Linked DNA regions of Capsicum annuum: region 1 is linked to region 2. Evidence: chromatin contacts called from public Hi-C data. All regions are on one chromosome and are shown on one strand. Each heading gives the region's core, a stretch centred on a gene start, on an enhancer-like site or on the middle of the called end of the contact. The rest is flanking DNA. Distances are from core to core; before and after follow the strand shown. Region 1 overlaps LOC107840966 (BRCT domain-containing protein At4g02110). Region 2 overlaps LOC107840978 (a long non-coding RNA gene).

Evidence for each region. Hi-C and Micro-C count contacts between places; a contact is called where the count stands out from the background.
Region 1: a Hi-C map of leaf shows a contact between it and region 2, with 2.3 times the contacts expected there. The contact joins two enhancer-like sites. A contact is called at or near these places in 2 of 5 Hi-C or Micro-C datasets (bud and leaf).

Annotation. Positions count from the first base shown.
Region 1 is chr1:161,419,197-161,421,896 of UCD10Xv1.1, reverse strand. It overlaps LOC107840966 (BRCT domain-containing protein At4g02110), which reads left to right. Exons shown (of 10, transcript XM_016684933.2): 8 at 1-426; 9 at 502-718; 10 at 939-1,625. The coding sequence ends at 1,280. Among protein-coding and RNA genes, the nearest start is that of LOC107859281, 18 kb to the right of the region's middle. Within about 2 kb of position 1,441, at least 3 of the 5 cell types and tissues checked have an H3K27ac peak or open chromatin away from gene starts, as enhancers often do. A contact at or near this core is called in leaf, where this site is marked.
Region 2 is chr1:161,193,761-161,196,460 of UCD10Xv1.1, reverse strand. It overlaps LOC107840978 (a long non-coding RNA gene), which reads right to left. Exons shown (of 2, transcript XR_001665354.2): 2 at 2,465-2,700. Among protein-coding and RNA genes, the nearest start is that of LOC107840978, 4.1 kb to the right of the region's middle. Within about 2 kb of position 1,325, at least 3 of the 5 cell types and tissues checked have an H3K27ac peak or open chromatin away from gene starts, as enhancers often do. A contact at or near this core is called in leaf, where this site is marked.

The DNA.
Region 1 (2,700 bases), core at 192-2,691, 230 kb before region 2:
GAATGTGGAAATAGATAATGGAAAATGTTTGCCTGTAACAGGTGAACAGACAGGAACGGCACCTGATCATGAGTTGAACTCCATGGATATGGATAAGGAGAATAGCCCTCTTATGGGAGGCCAAAGCACGAATCATAATGATCGTGGAGCTGGCAGAAGTTCTCCGAAATGTGATAACAAAAGACCTCTAAAGGCTGGTGTTGCAAATTCTCGCTCATTGCAGGTTACTAAAGTAGGAACTGAGCCGAGATGGTTTATCCTTAGTGGGCATCGGCTGCAAAGAAAGGAATTTGAGAAGGTCATCAAACGCTTGAAAGGAAATGTATGCAGAGATTCTCATCAATGGTCATATCAGGCAACTCATTTCATTGTTCCTGATCCAGTTCGCAGAACTGAGAAATTGTTTGCTGCTGCCGCCTCTGGAAGGTAATGCATCAATAATCATGATTTACAGTAGTGCCGACTTTACTGGTAAACTGATTGGTGTATTGATTCTTGCAGGTGGATCCTGAAGTCCGATTATTTAACAGCTAGCAATGAAGCTGGAAGATTGTTGGATGAAAAAAAATATGAATGGTACAAAAAGGGCTTAACAGAAGATTTAGCAACCGACTTAGAGGCTCCAAGGAAGTGGCGGCTCCTGAGGGAGAGAACTGGACATGGTGCATTTTATGGAATGAAGATAATCATATATGGAGATTGCATTGTACCACCATTGGTGAGTTATTTTGCACTTGGTCACTGAGTACCTTGTAATTGGTCACGGGTTCAAGCCTCAGAAATAAGCCTCTGGTAGAAATGCAAGGTAAGGCTGCGTACAATACACCCTTGTGGTGGGGCCCTTCCCCGGACCCTGGGCATAGCGGGAGTTTTAGTGCACCGGGCTGCCCTATTTTTTGTCTTTAATATCTCAATATTGCTACTTTTTGTTAAATCAGGATACACTGAAGCGTGCTGTCAAGGCCGGAGATGGTACTATATTAGCAACTTCACCTCCATACACTCGCTTCCTTAACTCAGGCGTCGATTTTGCTGTTGTCGATGAGACCATGCCTCTTTATGATATGTGGGTTCAAGAATTCCTAAGGTGTGAAATACCTTGCATTTTGCCTGATTACTTGGTGGCTTATGTGTGCAAGCCCGGTTATCCCCGTGACAATTATGTACAATACAATACTCATACTTGGGTAGAAAGGTCACTGAAAAAACTGGCAGATTGCTTGGAAGAGTTGGTTGCGGATATGGTGCCACCAGATGACAACAGTAAGATGGAATGCTGATAGTGTTGATGAAATGACTTCTATGGATTTATATTGATATTTTATGTTTTTTTCTGTGACCATGCTGTGAATGTATACCTGAGGAAGACTGGTTTTGCCTAGACTATAGCAAGAATAGTATGAAGATAACTACGTGCCGGATGCAGGTGTTAGAGACTGTATAATTTTGTATAGAGCAGTGTATTGTTGCCATTTCTTGGTACCAATTTTCTTATGCCGGAGTCTGCGGATCATGATTTGAGCCTGAAAGCGCATCTCGAACAATTATTATTTTTCTTAAGATTGTATCTAATGATTAAATGTGTTGTTTGTCATCTATGTCAACACGGCTAGAATATATCTCAATTTTTTGTTTCTTCAAGAAACTTTCTTGGATTCAATTTATCCTTGTGCCTTAGCATTGGTTTCATGTGCTAACCAAGCCCACTTGCCAAGTGTACCTCCCTCTTTTTCCAAGAGCCCTTGAGGAGTCAAACATATTATCCTGGATGTTAAGATCAATTTGACTCTTCTACTGCAAACGGAGTTATTAGAGATGAATGATACACTTTTAAGTATAAATAGCTAAATTAATGGATTTGCATTATAACCTACTAACAAATTGTTTGTTTGTGATAATATTTAATTGGATCGTCAAACATATTATCCAGGATGTTAAGATCAATTTGACTCCTATACTGCAAACGGAGTTATTAGGGACGAATGATAAGTACAAATAACTAAATTAATGGATTTGTATTATAACCTACTAACAAATTGTTCGCTTGTGATAATATTAAATTGGATCATCAATATTGCTGTTGGCATTCTTACAGAAAACAATGGACAAATTTGAGAAAAAGCATATTGAAACTCTAAACGAATACTCTTTCAAAATTAAGCAGACCTTTTAAAACAGGTAACTTACATAAATTTCGGATTTTTTAATGGGTTCTAACACTTCATCCCATAATTTTGTTTAATTACATCATATCCTGGATTTTAAAGTTTTGATACATTTATTATATCGTGATACATATAGGTTGTAATACATTTAAAATAAATTATTTTTTAATTAAGGAAGTAACAGATTGTCATTTATTCTGAGGAGTAAATCATGCACAATCAATTACTGAATTTCTAAAATACACAAAAGCAACAATACCCACGATCAACTTTCAAATTTCAAGAAAACCATATGTATTGATTTCAATTGTATCGAAAAATTTCTTCCTTCTTCAATTTTTTGATTATTTTTAATGCTGATTATATCTGTGTTGTTGCGGCATTCCGGTATTTGAGTTTCACAGATTAGGTACAACAACTATCGGGTTGACGTCATTGTGATTCATGAAAATGCTTCGTACTGATATTTAATGGATGATATATCAATTCAATTGAAAATTGATGAATCTCTGAAAAAAAATTCATGCCAAATATG
Region 2 (2,700 bases), core at 76-2,575:
TCTTGACACTTTTCTTGGGAAATCATGGATTGAAAGGCTTGAATTCTTGCCTTGAAGGAAACCCTAATTTCTCTTTGTTCTTGAGAGTGGAAAGGATTAAGAGTGATGAGAAACTGATATTTTGTCAGTTAATAAGGTGTAACGCATGATTTAAGTCGTGGGGTTGGGGTTTGAGGTGAGTAAAATACCAAAATACCCCTAAAGAAACCAAAGAAAATTGTAAAAATTCTTCAGTTAACGACCAAGGTTGACGGCCCGTCAGTTAGGTGATGGCTCGTCACTTAAGTCGTCACTTTCAGGCTGGAATTTCCCCCTTACTGTCTTAGACTGACAACTAGAGCTCATGGGTCGTCACTTAGTTGATGGCTCATCAGCTTAGTCGTCACCTAAGTGATGGCTTATCAGCGTAGTTGTCACTTAGTTGATAAACAGATACTTCGAAGTAAAATGAGCATAACTTTCTACTCCGATATCGGATTAAGGTGAAATTAGTTGATTTGGAAAGAGGACTCAAAGATATTTCTTTTGGTATATGGTAGGCCATGTAACTCATTATATACTAGGATTAATGGTCGTTGAAAATTGACCCAAGATGAAACGTTCAATAAAACTTAATTGATAGAAACGTTCTCAACTCGTCTTTGAGTTAGGACATATTTGTGACCTCGATTCATATCCAAAGGTATTCCCACACTATAGAATTGATCATAACACATATTAACAAGGAATCATTGAGTTCGGGTTCATACGTGTAGAAACAACGGTTTGAAATCTACCCCGAAAAATGTGGAGTGTTACATTAGAACATGGAAAATCTTATATATACGATCTCTCGTCAAAAGAGTCTTATTGCTTTATCAATATTTTCTTGTTTTACGCATGCTAAATAAATGAATGCGCAATATAGCATGTACATTTGGATGTACGTGTATAATAGAATGGTGAAGTCAAAACTTAAAATTTTGGAGACCATTATTTGTCAAAGACATAAAGCTGCATGTTGCTTCTAAGAGGACTCAATAATTTTGACCACAACAAATGTTCACACCTTCATTCAAAGGATTGATATATTTTTAGCTTTTTAGTATAGTTTTATTTAATTATAATATGCTATTACTGTTTTTATACACGTTATTGCGTAAAATTTAATATATAGAGTTATCTATTGATGTAACATGATAGTATAAAAATTCTATTCTTTATATTGTCTGAACATTAAAATAATGATTTGAAATAGAAAATGAAATTTTGAGTGTCACCCAATCCGAAAGTGCATAAGATTCAACAATCCCCCCCCCCCCCAACCAATTTTTAGTAAAAAAAAAACACAATTATGACGACCAATCTCTTCTAATTCGTTCAGGTGATTAAGGAAGTAAATGATCAGTTAGGTTAAGGTAAAAGAAATTTTCTTGATTATAATGGGGAAGCCATAATGATTCAACATAAAAAAAAGGTTAAAAGTTAAAAACTAATTTTGACATCTCTCCTAGAGTAAAGATTTTGATAGAGTCGTGGCAATTATTAAAAAAACATGTTTTTCAAGGAGATTCTTTAAAAATTAGCCCTGGTTTTAGCTATTTAGGTTGAACCCTTTATAAATATATGTATGGAAAAAACTTTCAAACCTGTTGGCATATTATTAAACATGACCTCTTAAAAGTGGTTCAAGCTTTCTTTTGTGGTCACAATATGCCTAAATATTTTTCTCATGCTTGTTTGTTCTTACTCCCAAAAGTAAATCATCCAAATAAAATTTCAGAATACAGACCCATAAGCCTGAGTAATTTCACTAATAAAATTATTTTCAAGATGATTACTCTCAGACTAGCACCAATCCTTCCCAATTTGATTTCTCCCAACCAATCAGGATTCGTGAAGCGCAGAAACATTTCAAAAACTATTATCCTTGCTCAAGAGATCATCCACAGTATCAAGAAGCCTAATGAAGGTGGGAATGTTGTGATTAAATTAGACATGGCTAAGGCTTACAACAGAGTTTCTTGATCCTTTACTTGTCTGGTTCTCAGGAGAATGGGCTTCGGAGAAGGTATTATTGATATGATATGGAGAACTATATCCAATAATTGGTATTCCGTTATTGTTAATGGATCTAGACATGGTTTCTTTCATTCTACTAGAGGCTTAAAACAAGGTGATCCTCTTTGTTTTGCAGAAAATTTTGACTAATTTAGAGAGTCGCCACTTAATTTTGAAAAGAAATTAAGAAACATTTTAAACGATCCAAAACAGAAAAATCATTTAAAATTTATAGATTCTGAGTAAGCAGTTCCTATTAACATTTTAGGAAAGTGCTAGGCACCTAAAACATCCGCTAACTTGCGATTATCTAGACTGTTTGAAAACATATTTTGATTAACTTCTAAAAAGATTACTTTGTTGAAAAGTGATTGATTTTTAAGAAAAGACTTGTATAAAATAGATTTATGCGACTTAATAGGGATTTTAACTAAGTCTAAACAAAACTAATAAGCAAATAAACACATACAAAGGGGAAGGGAGGAGAAAGTAAAAGATTTAGAACATTGGACCCAAATCAACAAAACCTGTCCTAAACTAGATTTTGAGCCCTTGGCCCATAACCTGTCTTAGTCTAATTTGCGAACCCTTAGCTCGAGTCTCGTTCCACCTGTGTTAAATACAATTTTGACTTCGAGGCCCAAATGAATGAATAAGAAA